Linked DNA regions of Capra hircus: region 1 is linked to region 2. The links are chromatin contacts, called in public Hi-C maps. All regions are on one chromosome and are shown on one strand. Each heading gives the region's core, a stretch centred on a gene start, on an enhancer-like site or on the middle of the called end of the contact. The rest is flanking DNA. Distances are from core to core; before and after follow the strand shown.

Region 1 (6,839 bases), core at 3,902-6,401, 190 kb before region 2:
ACAGTGAAGGATAGGGAAGCCTGGCGTGATGCAGTCTATGGGGTTGAAGAGTCAGACGTAACTTAGGCACTAAACGAAAACAACAACAGTTAAGTTATGGTTTGAAAAAACAACAAAACCATTATTTCCGAAAACCAAAAAAAATTTTTTTTTGCTAATTTGAATGATTTTGAGAATTGGCACAAAAGAGAGAAAGGAGGCTCTCGTGTGATATATTAGGAAGATCTGTTGAAGAAAATTAGCTCCTGCCGGAGTAGGATTGATAATGTGACAAATACTCACTTTGATCTAAATTTAACATCTTCCCACATTTTCAACATTCCAGTGACTTCCAGTTACTATAGTGATGATACCTTGCAACTCAACATTTAATTCCTAGGTAACAGGCAACAGTCATGGATACCAACATGGGTATAGTTAAAAACTTATTTATTAAATATTATCTGTAGCAGTCTGTTTGGAATCATCTCGCTCTCTCTAGCATGTTTTACTCTTACTACACCTAATAAAGACATTGAAACATCTGCAAATATAAACCACGCAAAAAGAATCAAGACTCCTTTTCAGGCCCTATTTTTGAGTGTAAGAACCGTGATGTGATGTCAAAGCATTGCTAAGGAAACAAAAAATTGGGTTCTAAAATAAGTACTTTTCAGCTGGAGTTGACCTAGAAATTCACTTTTAATGTTTGATGAAGCTGTGGACAAAAAAAAAAATACCTTCAATAGTTGGAGCATCTGTTCTATCCAATGATGTTGTACCTCAGTCATTGTTCAGTTTTCCTCTAAGATGGACAGATCCGTGACGTGGGAATTGCCTGACCTGCATCAGAAACTTCCAGATCAATGCCTAAGAATCATCTGACCACTAAAAAAACAAACAGTAAGTACTTCCTCGGGCTTCTCAGGTGGCGTTAGTGGTAAAGAATCCACCTGCCAAGCAGGAGACATGGGTTTGATCCCTGGGTTGGGAAGATCCCCTGGAGGAGGAAATGGCAACCCACTCCAGTATTCTTGCCTAGGAAATCCAATGGACAGAGGAACTTGGCAGGCTATGCCGTTGCAGAGTCAGACCTGACTGAGCGCGCGCACGCGCGCGCACACACACACACACACACACACACACACACACACACACACACACAAGTACTTCCTCGTATTGCTCTTCAAACTTTTTAATCATCATCAGGTCTCTCTCAGCTCTTCAATAAAAAGGGTGTCCAGGGATTCATAGCCATGTAACACAGAAATATTCCACTATTTACATTTCTAGGTACTGGCCCTAAAAGGCAGCCTTCTTGTGTTAGAGAAGTAAGAAGTTAGTTGAAATCCAGGCTTCAGAAACAAGAGCCCACACTTTTAAGGCTAGGTTTTCCATTGCCGCACAGAAAGCAAAAGCAAATATGAACAAACAAATAATTTAAGAAAACAGATTAAGAATACACTTGAAAAGTGGGAGTGGCAAAAGGGGAGGGGGGAATATTAAGAAATCACAGTGTTAGGGTATGTTTGGAAATCTCATAGCAGTGCTGGCTGTAACACATGTTAGCCTCTTCTGCCGCCAGCCGGAGCTAGGCACCTTAGTGTTCCTTCTTGTATTCAGTCCTCATGACAGCTGTATGAAAGTGCCATTATTAGTCTCTCCATTTTACGGGTAAGAAATTAAGGCTGAGAATATTACAGGAGTTTGCTCAAGGGATCCCAGTTAAACTAGTAAGTGATGAGCTTGTATATTAAAAACCAAAAGAATCCCAAGCAGTCCAGGGGAGACATACGGGGAGCTGGTCCCACCAGTACTTCCCCGGTAGCTCAGCTGGTAAAGAATCCGCCTGCAATGCAGGAGACCCGGTTCAATTCCTAGATCGGGAAGATCCCCTGGAGAAGGGAATGGTTACCCACTCCACTATTCTTGTCTGGAGAATTCCATGGACAGAGGAGCTTTGTGGACTGCAGCCCATTGGGTCGCAAAGCATGAGACAGGACTGAATGACTAACAAACCCACACAACAAACTGCTTGCTAAATTAGTAGTAGAAAAGGACAGTAACTGCAATGTGCCACAAGAGGGCGTACTTGTACTTTTAAATGTCAATAACTTGGCAGGCAAAGTGAGCATAATTAAAGACAAGGTGCAGATCTCAGGTACAAGTCAGTTGCACGTTGACAATCATTAAATATCAAATCTGGAAGATTTTCTTTAGTGACTTTTGTGATATTTGAAAAAAGTAATGAGATTTTTAAAGGCCTGTTATTAGTTTCATAGAAAGCAATGAGACTTTTTTTCTAAGATTTACTTTCCTGGGTTGATATTTTATTAGATATATACTTTGTACCATCACCAATTATCAAGATGGCTTAAGGAAAATTAAAAGAAAATATTGATTCCTTTTGTTATCAGCAATACACATTACAAATTGGTGAAACTGGGGTTCATTTTAGCAGATGGGGGAAAGTTTAAGAGGAGAGAATTATGACAAATGAACAGAGATTCAAATAATCTTCTCCACAGTACTTCCCCTTACATATATAAATAGGTGACTCATCATATATTAAAAAATGGCTTTTATTGAAAAGACTATCGATCATTTTTACACCCTAATTTTGCCTCATGAATAATCTGAAAATGTGATTAAAAAAAAAGAATATGTATATTATTGAGGGCAGGAGGAGAAGAGGGTGACAGAGGATGAGGTGGTTGGGTGGCATCACTGACTCAATGAACATGAGTTTGAGCAAGCTCCAGGAGATAGTGAAGGACAGGGAAGCCTGGTGTGCTGTAGTCCATGGGGTTGCAAAGAGTCAGACATGACTGAGCAACTGAACAACAAATATTATGCTGTAAAAAAAGGATTAAAATAAGGAAAAATAGGCAAAGGACAAAATCCTCACATCATATGTGTTTTTGAGTGATCCCAGAAGTATATGTGGTATTTCTCTGATGCAGGAAAATTTATAAATGTTTTCACTAAAAACAAGAAATGTCCCTCTTGTCCATGGATCAGCAAACTTTTTCTGTAAAGGGCCAGAAACTAAATGCTCCTGGCTGTGCAGGGCGTGTGGTCTCTGCTACCCAGTTTTGCCACTGTAGCATGAAAGCAGCCACACACAAGCAGATGAATGGGCCTGGTTGTGTTCCAGTGATATGCTGTTTACAAAAACAAGTGCCAGGCTAGAGTTGGCCCCTAGATTACAGTTTTCTAAATCCTCCTTCAGTCTAGCTGTGGACTCTTTCACAGAAAAGGGTGAATAAGAAGAGAAATAAGCTTTGGAGACCTGGACCTAGGGCCACAAAAAACCTCAGCTGGAAGGCATAAGGATATAAAAAGCCTCTCCTCAGGTCTCGAGAGGGGCTCAACAGGGTCTTTAGCGGGAATTTGAAATTAGAATGGTCTTAGGAAAAAGTGCACTGTAGAAAATTGGTGAAACAGATGCATAGCTCGTGTCTAACACAAAGAAAGCCCTGAAGGTACAGTAAATCAGAAGTGTCTTAAGAGGTGGGAAGCTGGTCCTGAGCACCGGTAGCCCTGCATTCTGAGCCACTCAGAAGTAAGGAAAATCTTGAACCCTGCAGGAAATGACTGAGTGTTGCAGCGGGCCAATTGTAGGTTACACATTCATCCCAAGGATGCACCCTCATTCTTTGAACATAAGGAAGCATGTAATAGAGCTCAAGGACATCTTCCAGTGGAGCACTAGAATTATAAATACTTTGAAAATATATTTCACAGTTCAAAGAAACATCAGATACATTCCCTATGAGTGATGGATGTATTATACTTTGATTTGGGAGATGAGTTAAGATTTGCACAAAAGAGATTAACTGCTGGAAAAAAAAGTCTTAGAAAAATATATACTGCACTGGTTCCCAAGTCTGGCTGCAAAAGAATGTCAAGGTAAAACTTTAAGAGCACAGTTTCCCAGGTCTCATTCCAGATCTATTGGATTAGATTTTTAAGAGCCTGTATGTGGTCTAGGCATTTTGACAATGCTGCCCAGGTAGGTCTTCTGAATGGTTGGCTAGCATCAGTCCAGGGACCGGCATTTGGGAATCACAGGGACAAAGGACAAACCCTGGGTAGTAAGTTTGGCCATGCTGGGTTCAAATTCAGGCTCTGGGGACTTCCCTGGTGGTTCAGTGGTAAAGAATCCACGCTGCCAATGCAGGAGACATCAGTTTGATTCCTGATCCGGGAAGATCTCACGTGCCATGGAGCAGCTAAGCACGTGTGCCACAGCTATTGAGCCTGTGCTGTTGCGCCTGGGAACCACAACTACTGAAGCTCACGCGCCTGGAACAAGAGAAGCGATTGCAATGAGAGGCCTGTGCACTGCAACGAAGGGCAGCCGCTACTTGCCACAACTAGAGAAAGCCCGTGTACAGCAGTGAGGACCCAGCACAGTCAAAAACTAAACTAAGTATATAAATAAGTAAACCTTTAAAAAAAATAAAGAATTCACCTTCCAATGCATGGTTGATGCCTGGTCGGGGAACTAAGATTCCCATTTGCTGTCCTGGGGCAACTAAGCCCACACCACAAGCAGAGGAGCCTGGGTGCCACAACAAAGACCCAGCACAGCCAAAAACAACAACAACAGATTCAGGCCCTGCCCATTATTAGTCATTTGACCTTGAGTGAGTGATGGAATATTTCCAAGCTTCAGTTACAAGACCTGTAACATGGAGCCAAAGTTTGCCCCTGCTGGAAGGACTGATGCGGCTCTTGTCAGGAATGTCACGATGTGAGCTTCCCTGGTGGCTCAGATGGTAATGCACCTGCCCGCAATGCAGGAGACCCAGGTTCGATCCCGGGGTTGGGATGATCCCCTGGAGAAGGAAATGACAACCCACTCCAGTATTCTTGCCTGGAAAATCCCCATGGACAGAGGACAGTCCATGGGATCCCAAAGAGTGGGACACGACTGAGCGACTTTGCTTTCTTTCTTGTCAGGATGTGGCTGTTGGCTCTTTTCCATATCCTCTCCCCATTCTTCAAGGGGACAAAGTAACTGGATTTGTTCCACTCACCCGCAAACAGAAGCTTACTGAAAGCGAAAGCAGTTTGAAGAAGATACCTAAGGTTTAGTCTTGCTCCACAGGATCTCCTCTTCTTGAATCTCCTGAGAACTCTCAGTTCAGGTCATGCTATCTCTACTTTTAAGCTTCAGCTGGGAAGAAGCCAAAGAAGGGAGCTGTCAAGTCCTGAGACACCCGGTCAAGTCCTAGCCTGTGCTGATTTTCTTTGCAACTTGACTTAAGGCAATTCCAAACTTGGCTTTCAATCCCAAATTCCTGCTATGGTAAAGCTTTGTCCTTACATGCAGGTGTAGGGGGTTTTTGCTTCTTTGTCTGGAGTCCAGGCTCAGCGAATTACATACGCCACACCTGCTGCTCTTTTCTCTGGCTTATCTTAATGAAGAAGGGCGTCACCCTCACTGAATCTGGAGTGTGGAAAATCACGGGGCAGCCTACCAACTGTTACTTGGCAGGGAACATGATACCAAGGAAGGAGCTGGCAACTCCCTTCCTCCTGCCCGGGAGCATTCTTCTTACTTGTAAGCAATTATTCATCCGCTCCTTGGGAAGAGGGGTTGTTTCTCCTTCCTGAACACAGAAGGTCAAGATGAACTCATCAAGGAGGGAAATAATTTCTACAGTGTGTGTTATTAAAGCTCACTCCATGGTAGGAAGGTATTTGTGGAACAGAAGTGGAGTTTTGCAAATTGCTCCATTATTTGGTTGAAAGAGGAAAGCCAGGAAAGAATAAAATTCTGGTTAAAGGAAGAGTTAATGACTGAGCATGCAGGCCCATGGTGGCTGTTCCAGTGGTTACGGCCAAAACCGGGGAGGAACAGCTCCGTTGTGGGAGTTTGTGGACTCAGCATTTGAGTTCGGTTTTTTCACACATAAAACTTGAGAGTTTTGCTATATTCTGATTTAGAGCTGGGCACTAGCCAAATCAAGAATGAAGAGTCCTACATGGGCAGGTTTATTGCTAAACTATTGGTTCTAACTTGGCAACTTCAAGCAGAGGAAAGAAGGCCGCTATCATCTTTCAAGGAATCAAGATATGGCGACTGGACAGCATTTCAATATTGTTAGTCGCTCAGTTGTGTCTGACTCTGTGTCACCCTTTGGACTGTAGCCCGCCAGGGTCCTCTGTCCATAGGATTCTCCAGGCAAGAATACTGGAGTGGGTAGTCATTCCCTTCTCCAGGGGATCTTCCCAACTCAGGGGTCAAACCTAGGTCTCCTGCGTTGCCAGCAGATTCTTTACCATCTGAGCCACCAGGGAAGCCCCTTTGAATATTAGCATGTTATTTTAGCACAATTGCTCTAATGTTGAATGACACCTTTAAAGCCCAAGAGTAAATCTGAATATTAAGTTATCCCTTTGACTCTATGCACATCTCTCAGAATAAACATTCCAAAAACAAAACTTGATTTTGAATTATTTTTACAAGAAAAATTCTCTCCAAGCCAAACACTAAAGCAATGCACATATGTTCAAATTAGTCAGAAGTAAAATTTTTAAGTAAAGCTGAAATACTCATGTGAAACAAAAAATGGAAACAAAAAGATGAGTAGCCTGCCACTAATTTAAAAAATTTTTCAGATTAGCAGTTTTGAATGCAGAGTTTCCTCTCTATGATAAACTATTGATGCTTTTTAAATTTTTCTAAAATAACATCTCAAGTGGATTACTTTGGGTTCAGAATAATAGCATTACTTCTGGGGGATGAAAATGATTGCTTTATATATTTCCAGGCACGTTTGATATTTGTGGTGGAGAAAATTAGTTCCAACCAGTAGGAAGGCTTTCAAAACGGCAGTAGTTTCAGT
Region 2 (6,609 bases), core at 846-3,345:
GGACTGTGATGAGATGTGAGCTAGAAAGAGTCCTGATGAGTTGATTTCTCAAAGCAATGTTACTGTCACTTTAAGGCATGTGAGTGAATTTCTTATAAAGGAGCATAGCTAATTCTGATTAACTTTAAAAAATGTTTTTATTTGGAACTAATTTCAAGAAATATCAGTTGTAAGAACAGCACAAAGAACAGCTGTATGCCCCTCATGCTGGGTCACCTACATTTTGTTCCATTCCTTTTGTCTCTTGCTCTTTCTTTACCTATATGTAGATTGTTCATTTTTTTTTTCTGAACCCAGTCTCCTCTTAAGAATGATATTCTCCCAAATAATCATAGCATAGTCATCAAACTAAAGATGAAAGCAAAATAACTCTAGCCTCTATTCAGTTCACTGGCTACATTCCAGTATGTGAATTGACCACTGTCCTTCACAGAAGTTTTATTCTTCTCTCTGATACAGTGTCCAGTTTAGGGGGATGTACAGACTTTACTTGTAATATCTCTTTTGTGTCCTTCAATCTTTGCCTTTAAATTTCTGTGCTTTATGATACTGACAGTTCTAAAGAACACACTCTTCCCTTTTTAGTGGAATGTTTCCCATTTTGGGTTTGTCTCTTATTTCTTCATCACTGGAGTCAGCTTATCCATTCTTTTTGTGAATCTTTTTATTGAAGTACAATAAGCAAAGCATTTTGAACTGAAACTTGCATAGCACCGTGAACAAGAGAGAGTGAAGCATGATATAGTTGTTTAGTTGCTGGGTTACAAGGTGGATGCAGTTTCTAAAAACAACAAAATGTAGTTTCTTACAACATGCCAAAAATACCAACTCTTTTGGGGAGGGAAAATTGTGTGTAAAATTAGAATATTGGTGGTTGTTGATGATAAATTGCAGCTTCCCTTTTAGCATAGCAGACTCTCCAGCTGCTCAGTGCTTTCAGAATGCCACAGACTTTCTTCTGTCTGGGGAAACATATGTGACAATCTGGCAGAGGCCCATTAATGTCTAAGTAGGTGTATTAACCTACTGCATTTTAGAAGATGATATCTGAGAGGAGAAATCCATGACTCAAAGCATGATTTTCCGAGGATGGCATTTTAGAACATGGCACTTGGATAGGGGAAATGTTTTGGAGCAATTTAATGGTTAGTTTTATTGGTCAACTTTGCTAGTCTATTCTAACCAGTTACTTAATTAAACTCAAAACTAAGTGTTGTTGTGAAGGCATTTTGTAGATGTGGTGAATAGCTTCTTTTATGTAAAAGACATTAGGTCTGATAATATAGGTGGGCCTCACCCAGTCAGTTGAAGGGCTTAAGAGCAAAACCTGAGGTTTCCTAGAGTGGAAATTCTGCCTGGAGACTGCAGTATCAACTCCTGCCTGAATTGCCAGCCTGCCCTACAGGTTTCAGACTTCCAGCCTCCATAATTGCATGAGTCAGTTCATTTTAAAAAATCTCTTTACACACATATGTGACTTCTGTTGTTTCTGTTTCTTTGGAGAGCTCTGACTAATACAGACTGGCAATCATTTTTGTATTCCTCAAGTTAAGGCTATGGTTTTTCCAGTGGTCATGTATGGATGTGAGAGTTGGACTATAAAGAAAGCTGAGTGCCAAAGAATTGATGCTTTTGAGCTGTGGTGTTGGAGAAGACTCTTGAGAGTCCCTTGGACTGCAAGGAGGTCCAACCAGTCCATCCTAAAGGAGAACAGTCCTAGGTGTTCATTGGAAGGACTGATGTTGAAGCTGAAACTCCAATACTTTGGCCACTTGATACGAAGAGTTGACTCACTGGAAAAGACCCTGATGCTGGGAAAAATTGAGAGCAGGAGGAGAAGGGGACAACAGAGGATGAGATGGTTGGATGGCATCACCGACTCAATGGATGTGAGTTTGGGTGAACTCCGGGAGTTGGTGATGGACAGGGAGGCCTAGGGTGCTGCAGTTCATGGGGTTGCAAAGAATCGGACACGACTGAGCAACTGAACTGAACTGATGCCTCAGAAGTGGTGATTGCTAACAGTGTTTTCAATGTGAGAAGTGTGCAAAAAAATAAATGTTGAATGGATCCGTGAGTAACCAGCTTGAGAGTTGACTACTAAGAAAGTTAATACTGTAGTCCCACCTTATCCATGGGATATCCAAGACCTCCAGTGGATGCCTGAAACTGTTTTTTCCTCTTCTAACGGGCCGGTAGGGCTTCTCCATGGCTCAGTGGTAAAGAATCTGCCTGCCATTGCAGGAGACACAGAAATGCAGGTTCACTCCCTGCGTTGGGAAGATCTCCTGGAGGACGAAATGACAACCTGCTCCACTATTCTTGCCTGGAGAATTCCACAGCCTGGTGGGCTACAGTCCATGGGACTGCAGAAGAGTTGGACACGAGGGAGTGACTAAACAACAAACAGCAATGGTCAGGTAGTCTATCCAGTGTGGATACCTGGACAAAGGGATGACTCACATCCTGTGCGGGATGGTGAGAGATTTCTTTGTGCTGCTCAGAATGACTGCCATTTAACACACGACTTTTTTTTTTCTGTAAATTTTCCATTTAATATTTTCAGACTGCAGTTGACTGAAGGTAACTGATATCATGGAGAGCAAAAATGTGAGAATAAAGTGGGCTACTGGTTTGAGGCTTTGGAGTAAAAAATAAAATTTAAGCCTTAACATATCTCTTCATAATGTTGAAATTCTCAAAACTAAATAGGAATATTTATGCATTTATGATTTTTTTGTCTTAAGAAATAAAGTCTCCTACTTATTTATTGCCACATTAAATGATCTAGGACCTAATGGTTTTCTATTTAGCAAGGAATAATACACGTTTGCTTTCAATTTCTGCATTGAGGAAAGGTTATTCACATACAAAAATTTTTGCTGCCCTCTGGTGGACGTAGTTCTATAAATCAAAAGTGTATAAATATGTGTCAGTTCAGTTCAGTTCAGTCGCTCCATCGTGTCCGACTTTTTGCGATCCCATGAATCGCAGCACGCCAGGCCTCCCTGTCCATCACCAACTCCTGGAGTTCACTTAGACTCACGTCCATCGAGTCAGTGATGCCATCCAGCCATCTCATCCTCTATCGTCCCCTTCTCCTCCTGCCCCCAATCCCTCCCAGCATCAGAATCTTTTCCAATGAGTCAACTCTTTGCATGAGGTGGCCAAAGTACTGGAGTTTCAGCTTTAGCATCATTCCTTCCAAAGAAATCCTGGGGCTGATCTCCTTCAGAATAGATTAGTCTTCTATTTGAATATGTTTCCAAAGTTCCTTTCTAAGTTTAGAAGTCTAAATGCATCTTTCTTGTAAGGAGATCAACACCTCTGATTTGCTTATAAATCCCTGTTAGAATACACGACGTACTTAAAATATAACACCAAAAGAGCCTAACAAAATATTGTGACAATGATTCCATGAGACAATGCCTTGGAAATTATGACTTGGGAGTTCAGGACTGACCTCCTCAGCTGTGGTCTTGATTGCTGAGGGAAGCTGTGAGGAATCTCTGGACCCCTCCCCAGAGGCAGTGGGGGAGGCTTCCATGGGTTGGCATGGTGTGTGTTGCTGGGAGAGGGGCTGGGCGTGGTGAGGTACAGACATGAAAGTTTTTGGGGATGGGGCCAGGTGGGGGTGGTGAAGAAAGTGAGGCTGAGCTCAGCCTTGAGGAGCAGGGTGAGGAGCCCAGATTGAGAGAAACAGAAGATCTGGAAATAAGGTCCATAAAAGGCTGGAGGAGCCAGGGTGACAACACCAAAGACATGGACAGATAGGAGAGAACGATGGTATGGGCTGTGGTATACTGGAGCTCAGTCATGCCCATTCACAGGAGCCAAGTGTTACATTTTCAAGAATTTGACTGCAGTCATGAAATTAAAAGACACTTGCTCCTTGGAAGGAAAGCTATGACAAACTTAGATAGCATACTGAAAACCAGAGATATCACTTTGCCAACAAAGTTCTGTATAGTCAAAGCTACGGTTTTTCAGTAGTCATGTATGGATGTGAGAGTTGGACCATAAAGAAAGCTGAGCACTCAAGAACTGATGCTTTTGAATTGTAGTGCTGGAGAAGACTCTTGAGGGTCCCTTGGACAGCAAGAGACCAAACCAGTCAATCCTAAAGGATATCTACCCTGAATATTCATTGGAAGGACTGATGTTGAAACTGAAGCTCCAATACTTTGGCCACCTGATGTGAAGAGCCAATTCATTGGAAAGACCCTGATGCTGGGAACGATTGAAGGCAAAATGAGAAGTGGGTGGCAGAGGATGAGATGGTTGGATATTATACTGACTCAATGGCTATGAATTTGAGTAAACTCTGGGAGATAGTGAAGGACAGGGAAGCCTGGTATGTTGCAATCCACGGGGTCACAAGGAGTTGGACGCAGCTTAGCAGCTGAACAACAAAAGTAATATGCTCAAAACTCATCACTCCATAATTATTTTATTACAATTTTACTGCATTACTGATAATAGTAAAATTGCCTGTTGAAGTGTTTATGTGTTCTGTATTTATGTGGTGGAAATACCAGATAATGGTGTGTTGCTAGGTATCTTTAACAGCTCTGCATTCAGTGACATCAGTAACTTGTAGTTGGTCATGGTGGGAATGTGTTTTCCAATAAAACTGAGAAATGCTAGAAAACCAAGGGTTGGTTGTTAATCTTTCTCAACCACTAGGTAACGAAGGGGCTTTGGAAATGAAAAAAAGAGACTTCTTATTTTATTTTATTTTTTAAATATTTATTTTACTTATTTTTTATTTTACATTTTTAATTCCACCGTGAATGCTCAACTGATGCTCTAGTTTATTTATTCATTCAGTCAACAAATATTTTCTGATCCTCTACTTGCTGGCAGTCAATTTTTTATGGGTCTCTTGTGTTCCTGCATGTCTTACAAGAGAGGGACTGACTGCCCTTTGTTCCAGAATATCCTTCCATGGATATTCATATAGGGAATGGCCTTGGAAAGTAGATATTGTGTCTCCCTTGGCGTGAAGGACAGACATTCTTACTGTCATTGCACCACTTTTTGGATTCTCTGCACTCAGGGCTCATGTCTTGTCCCTCAACCCAGCTGTGTGAGCAGCTATCATCTGACCCTTTTGCTGTCACCCTATAGGACTTGGGTCGGCTCAGGGAACTGGGCCAAAAGCGCCAGTGTTCTGGCTACTGCTATTGTTATGATTAGTAAACTGTCCGTTTCTGACCCAGAGTCTCATGTCTTCTATCAGCAGCAATGAAATTGTGCTGAACAACTTAGTGGCTTTCAAGTAGGATAACATTTTAGATGCTTCCCTGTTGTTGACACACTGTGTGTCAGGCGCTGGGCTAGGTGCTGGTACAAAGCAGTGGACTAGGCAGGCAAGATCCTGCCCCGTGGGCCTCAAAATATCTTACGGAATTATTAACCAAAAAGAGCATTAACGCTAAATAAGAAACATTAAACAGATGTATTGGGATAAGGATAAAGAGACAAATGGTGGTGTGATGTGAGTACTGAGGCAGTCTAGGTTCCTTCTGGTGGGCAACTGAGTGAGGAGAAACGAGCTAGGATTGAGGGGTGAAGAGGGGGAGTAAGTGAAACAGTAAGGCCCTAAGAACCATAGTGAGGTGATGAAGCAGCAGCTGTTGATTGGGTCAGTGATTGATTGATTGATTGGGGTAATGAAATAACATTGGTTGATTGATTGATGAAAGGGATTTTTTAAAATTGGGGAGATTATTTAATTTATTAATAAGGTAAATAAATGGGGAAGGGTGTCATCAGACTGTGGCAGTAATTGGAGAAGAGTCCTACTTTTTTCTTTTTTAATATTTATATTCATTTATTCATTTGACTGAGCTGGGTCTTATTTGTGGCATGCAGGATCTTTAGTTATAGCATGTGAACTCATGTCAGACCTAGTTCCCCAACCAGGGATCAAACTGGACCCCCTGCATTGGGAGCCTGGAATCTTAGCCACTGGACCACCAGTGAAGTCCTTCCAGCATTTTCTTGCACTGCTGCTGCTGCTGCTGCTGCTGCTAAGTCACTTCAGTCGTGTCTGACTCTGTGCGACCCCATAGACAGCAGCCCACCAGGCACCCCCATCCCTGGGATTTTCCAGGCAAGAACACTGGAGTGGGTTGCCATTTCCTTCTCCAATGCATGAAAGTGAAAAGTGAAAGTGAAGTCGCTCACTGGAATCACACGAAATTTGAAATATTGTGTGAAGATATGGAATCCCTGGAACTAATGCTCAGGGTCTGGATGGGAGGAGTGTGAGGAGTTGAAGAGACCAAGGAGGGCAGAAAAGGAGCTATAGTGAAGGGAATCAAATTCCCATTTGTTTGGTGATAGTGAGGACTGGAGCACGCGCTGGGCGGCTTCCTAGGTGAGAGCATATAAGTCAGGGATGAAGTATTAGCAGTTTTACAACTTACCTCAACTATTATTTTGGAAAATTAGGTGACAAAATCCATGGAGTTGGGATACACCAATTGTTGAGAGTTAGAGTGAAGTTAGTCTAGCTCAAGGACTGAAAGAAGATTTCTGAGACTTAGTTCTTGTCACTTAATTGATGGCCCTGTGACCTCTCTACTGTCCTTGTGAGTTGTG

What was found. A called contact is a pair of places that touch in the nucleus more often than the background predicts.
Region 1: a Hi-C map of liver shows a contact between it and region 2, with 5 times the contacts expected there. The contact joins two enhancer-like sites. A contact is called at or near these places in 4 of 5 Hi-C or Micro-C datasets (blood and liver).

Annotation. Positions count from the first base shown.
Region 1 is chr1:17,945,808-17,952,646 of ARS1.2, reverse strand. No RefSeq gene overlaps it. Among named protein-coding and RNA genes, the nearest start is that of BTG3, 80 kb to the left of the region's middle. Within about 2 kb of position 5,151, at least 2 of the 5 cell types and tissues checked have an H3K27ac peak or open chromatin away from gene starts, as enhancers often do.
Region 2 is chr1:17,756,482-17,763,090 of ARS1.2, reverse strand. No RefSeq gene overlaps it. Among named protein-coding and RNA genes, the nearest start is that of C1H21orf91, 77 kb to the left of the region's middle. Within about 2 kb of position 2,095, at least 1 of the 5 cell types and tissues checked has an H3K27ac peak or open chromatin away from gene starts, as enhancers often do.